Linked DNA regions of Zea mays: region 2 is linked to region 1. Evidence: chromatin contacts called from public Hi-C data. All regions are on one chromosome and are shown on one strand. The core of a region is the stretch at or near the end of the contact, and the rest is flanking DNA. Distances in the headings are between cores, read along the strand shown.

Evidence for each region. Hi-C and Micro-C count contacts between places; a contact is called where the count stands out from the background.
Region 2: a Hi-C map of leaf shows a contact between it and region 1, with 6 times the contacts expected there. The contact joins the enhancer-like site here to the promoter of LOC100285101 in region 1. A contact is called at or near these places in 4 of 25 Hi-C or Micro-C datasets (leaf and seedling).

The regions. Positions count from the first base shown.
Region 1 is chr9:133,316,931-133,319,570 of Zm-B73-REFERENCE-NAM-5.0, reverse strand. It overlaps LOC100285101 (OB-fold nucleic acid binding domain containing protein), which reads right to left and starts at 1,332. Exons shown (of 2, transcript NM_001157996.2): 1 at 1,212-1,332; 2 at 188-883. The coding sequence starts at 882. The coding sequence ends at 385. LOC100282570 (peptidyl-prolyl isomerase PASTICCINO1) reads left to right here and starts at 1,539. Exons shown (of 20, transcript NM_001155478.2): 1 at 1,539-1,882; 2 at 2,057-2,141. The coding sequence starts at 1,797.
Region 2 is chr9:133,431,282-133,433,921 of Zm-B73-REFERENCE-NAM-5.0, reverse strand. No RefSeq gene overlaps it. Among protein-coding and RNA genes, the nearest start is that of LOC100501416, 34 kb to the left of the region's middle. Within about 2 kb of position 1,346, at least 17 of the 20 cell types and tissues checked have an H3K27ac peak or open chromatin away from gene starts, as enhancers often do. A contact at or near this core is called in leaf and seedling, where this site is marked.

The sequences.
Region 1 (2,640 bases), core at 83-2,582:
CATGCATAATTTGCCCGGCATGCTTGCTTACACGTCCATGCTAGAACCTACATGCTCCATGCGAGCACACAAGCGCGGTAGCAGCGTTTTCGTATGGGTTACATAAACAAAACACTATATCGTTTCATATAGATTTTAATACTTGAGCATTTCCTATGCAGCCCGTGAGCATGGGATAATTTTTTTAGTAGGAAAAGAAGAGACACTAAATACATTTTGCCACTTTTACAGGGGTGAGTGGCATATAAAATACCATATCAATAACATGTGATTAAGTGGTTTTCGTAAAGATGGCAAAGAATTAAGAGCCCCCCTTAGAAGAGATTGTCTCCAGCAAGTGCAGAGATAGATAAACTCGTACAAACTACACATGGTAAACCCCATTCAAGTGCGACCTTGAGCAGAACGTGGTGGCAGATCATAGCACTCCTTGGCCAGGCGGACACACTGCAACCAATGCAGCACCTCCGAATTCGGGTCCTTCTCCGGAACCACATCTCTAACAGTAATCTGGATCGCACCACGATACGAGGCGATCTTCCCTCGCACCCTCAAGAGGGTGCCTAGACGCACCTCCTCTGACATTTTCAGCGCCATCTCTGCAGTAGGATCATGGTCTGACGATGGCCCAGAGGACGTCCTAGCATTCAAGTACTGGTGGTTCAGCCACAGGATGCACGGCACACACCCAGTGCCGTCGTCGACCAGGAAGCGGAGGAACTTCTCCCTGCGGTCACGCGAGACGACGACTCCGACGAGCTCCGCACGCGCAACCCTACGGCCGCAGCGGAGGAACGTCGTCGGAGAGGTGTGCCGTACGGTTAAGGAGAGAAGGTCCGCGGCGAGAATCTTGACGTGCACGAGATGGAGAGGTTGGTCCATTCTGCCAGTTTCAGGAGAGAGATGTTACAGCCTTACACACAGGAGCTCCGATGCTGTTTACAAACAGGATGAACACAGACCGCCTGCATTGATGACTGCTCATCCAAATCACAGGGAACAATATGCACTGCTGATTCCCATTTCCTATCGAATGCCAAAGTAGATAGCTACCATCGGCCTGTATCAATCCACGCGGTTTCGGTTTGATTCGGTCGGCCCTTCCTTCGAACAGCTAAGTGCAGTTCAAAATCCCCCCCGAACCACCATAGCCCCATAAAACATAAAATAAACTGCCGACAGAGAAGAGCCAACGAAGGATGAATCCTTACTCAGAATTACACGAGAGGCGGAAGCGATGGAGCGGGAAGGGCTTAGCATCGACGCCGGACCGCCGCGCGCACGAGAGGCGCGGTGGCGACCGGGAGCTTGGTGAAGACGCAGCACGCGGACGCAGCGCCGGCGAGTTGGCGGCCGCTAATAAGGAGCGCCTGAGCGAGACGTGCAAGTGCAACGGCCCATCTGAGATAACGGCCTGGGCATATGGCAGCCTGCTCGCAGCCCAATGGAGCCACAGCCCATTGAAACACGAGGCCCAAGTCAAAGGAAGGTACCAGCGACATGCTTTCGTTGGACTCTCCGCCGGGCGCCGGAGAGGCGGGGACCGGCGAGTCCACCATCCCATTCCCGTACCACCCGCTTCTTCCAACTCCAACTCTCCAAGGCGCTGTGCTGGCTGCTGGCCTGCTGCTACCGACTGCCGCAACTGCTCCGCATCCCGGCCTTGATTAGCAGCAGTTACGCCCGCGCAGGACAGCGGCCTTGATTAGCGAAGTATTCCTTTGCCCTACCTCTCTCCCTACCCCGTTCCGACGCGGCGGCCGTTGAGCACCTGCCCGGAAGCTATAGCTTCGGCCATGGCCCAAGATGCCGGCGACGGCGGTGGGGAACTCCCGCCGCCCGTAAAGAAGAAGTCACCGGCGGAGGAGGAGGCCGAGAAGAGGTCAGTCCCAGTTCGCCCCCTCGGGGTTCCGAAGCATGCAGGGTCGAATTGCGGGACTTAGTATTTGTTTCCATTATTAATCCGGCTGTAGAATTTTGCAATTCAGACATTCCTTTCGTTCGTTGAACTACTGCTGCTTGCTTGTGATCACGCCATGTTTCTGTTGCACTGCAGGAGGAAGAAGCTTACACCTGGGAGCTTAATGAAGGGCATTATACGGTCTGGGAGCGGTGATGCCACCCCTGCAGAGGGCGATCAGGTTGAAAGGACTGCCTGCCCTCTCTGCCTTCATATATCGTGCAATGAAATTGTGGAAGTGCATACAATCAGGAACGTGTGTTTCCCTCTGCAGCCGAACCACTGTTTGATGTTGATTGATGAGCAAGGACGTTTGGAACTTTAGTTGTACTTGATCGAGTAAATCATCCAACAATTTGTGTAATTGGCTATTGGTTCTTACATAGAATGACCCTATTTGTGGCACAAGTTTTTGGTGTAATGCCGAGATCATCCATTAACTGACATTTTCTATTGTGTCCTGTAAATACACATTAACAGAACTTATCCTAATGGTCAAATGAAACTCTTGTGTTGGATTGTTCATACATACTACATATAGCACATATTCCTTTTTTTTTCAGGACTACACATTTTACACTGTTGATGGCAGCACTTTTTGCTGACCCTCATAATGGCTTTTGCACAGTCCTGTTTTTATTACTGTGGACATGAGGAATTTTAGATGGTCAGATTAAATA
Region 2 (2,640 bases), core at 97-2,596, 110 kb before region 1:
CGTTGAACGAAGCCATCAGCTCAAAAAAGTGGAAGTGAGTTCACCGGAGGTGGGCGCCAATGTTGGGAACTTGTTCTCAAATGCTATGAATTAAGAACAAGGCAACATAAAATGTTAAATGTTAATGTTCTTCGTCCAACGAAACATTATTCCCTTGGGGATAATGGGCTTTGGACGAAGGTTGATAGCAATATAATTACGAAGGTCATATCTTCGTAATTGAATTCTAAGAGATGACATAAAATATAGAACATCAAAGGTAAATGAATCATAAATAAACCATATTTTATCCATTCATTATATTTAAGTGTTGAATACAATTATACCTCTGCCTTGGCAAAGATTGATTCCCGAGTGATGCGATAGCAAATACCGGAAAAATCGTGAACAGTAAAGAAATACTGTTCACTATTTATAGACACAGGACCCAGCCTGTGAAGAATTACAATCATACCCCTCATAAAAGTTTACAACAATGACTCGAACTCTTATGGGCTAAAGAGTCATTCTATCTTTAAGTCGGTTTGCATTTCCGAAGCTTCATGAACTGCATCCTTCGGTATCTCGTACAAACAGCTTCAGCCGAAGTTGCTTCTTCCTGCATGACCTTCGGCAACGAAGCATGGTCTCAACAGCTAGCTTTAGATGGCGACTCTCATCACCTATATCTCAGATTGTACGTTGTGGACTACAAATACATGAACTTGCCGGGCAAAATGCTAACCATATATGGCTAGCTTCGCGGCTAAGGATATAGTGTATATGTCTAGCGCTAGTCAACACGATGTCTAAAAGGTACCTTTTCAGGCTTTGCCATCGATCACCCATCCACATATTTACACCTTTATTGCCTCCCATCCTACTTTATTGCTATATAAAGGGCACCATATATATGTCCCTCCTCCGAGCAGCAACGCCATCATCTGTCCATCTATACACATCGATCGCACACCATGAACAAGAACGAACGAACAAAAGCGGTTCAGACTTTTGGGCAAAAGCCTTATTGTCTGGTGACTCGGGTGTGTGTGCATGCCTAGGCTGGGCTGCTGCCTCTTGTCGTCGTATGGTAGCTCTCCTTGCAACTGCACCAGAGCGTTGAAGAGTACTGCCATCTCTCTAAAGCTACCTCTACCTGTGAAGCAGTGTCAATGAACAAGCTAGCTGCGAAAGAAGGCTGCTGTGCTGTCCCTGTCTGTCTTTACAAACAGATGAACGGAAAGAAATAAGACGTTCTCAAGTCATGTGTGATGAAATAGACGTTGTTGCTCTAGCAGGCCGAATGCTGGGGGTGGGGGGATTAGAACCTGTGGGCTCATGCCCATAACAGCCCAAGAACTTCGTGATGGAACTAGGCGTCCTGTTGGTAGTATGTAGCTGGGCTTTCCTAATCGCGTGGGCTGACCCACATGAGGATCGGCCCAAATAAACAAGTAGTGAAAAATTGTGTGTCCAAAACGTTGGAACCCGGTGCATATGCATTTGGACACTTTAAAAGCCTCATCACACACACTTAGGGCTGATTTGATGACAAGGGGATTACAGGGGGTTAGAGGGGATTGAGGGAGAAATTAGTTCATTTCCCCCTCAATCCCCTCCAACCCCCGTGATCCCCTTGTCACTAAATCAACCCTTAGGAGATGGTTAGTCCACTAGATGTCCCAATTGCCAAACCAAGCATAGGGCTTTCAAGGTTCCACAATGGCATCATCAGCATCCATGTATTATCTCCCTTTCATGTGCCCAATGCTAGCCACCCATGGCTTGGGACCATCCTCAACCTTTTGATCCTTTGGTTCAAGCATTTCTGTCTGTCCTTCACCACCCTTGGCCCACGAGATTGCATAGACTTTACCGAAAGTTTTAAACATGGAAATAAAGATCAGCGTATCATGCACAGAGAATCAAAATGGTAGCACATGAAACATAGATTTATACTAGTTTTAGGTACTCCCTACCTCACCTTATATACTTCAAGGGGTAGGGTTACATAGATATCAAACGGATTATGGATATGCTTCCTAGTTGATCACATGGAAATCATAACATAATGGCTATTATATATTGTAGAAGTTGGCGCCCAAGCTTCTTGAACTAGGTTGCATGGACATAAAGTCTAGTGAGGTACCCTAGTTCGGTTGGGCCTTGTCTTTGCTAGCCTTGGCCCACCCTAATGGTTATGGGCCAATATTCTACGCGGTGAGGGATCACCTACAGTAGCCCCTAAAGGACATCAATGTTAAGGCAATCGAATGACTTTATCCTTTGAGTGTGGATCTTGACATTCTACATACTAGTGCTTTTAAAGGGTTGATAAGACTATCTCCAACAGCTTATCCATCCTCATCCCCATATTCAAACTCTACTCTACAAATAGTGTAGTCTACAATGCAAAATAGTGTTTCGGGTGACCATATGAGTGAACTACTGGGAACGGTATAACAAAGTTTTATGTACTGATGGCTTGGTCCTCCAAGCGCCTTCATGTAACCGCACCCTTTAGCCCTCCAAGTATTGTACATCATTAAGTCCAGTTGAAAACATCTAGTCCCCTAGTTGGGTTTCTATGGTTAATGATTACACTAGATTATTGTGACTAATGTGTGTTTTGTGGGGGCAATATAAGTTAGGTCATGATAA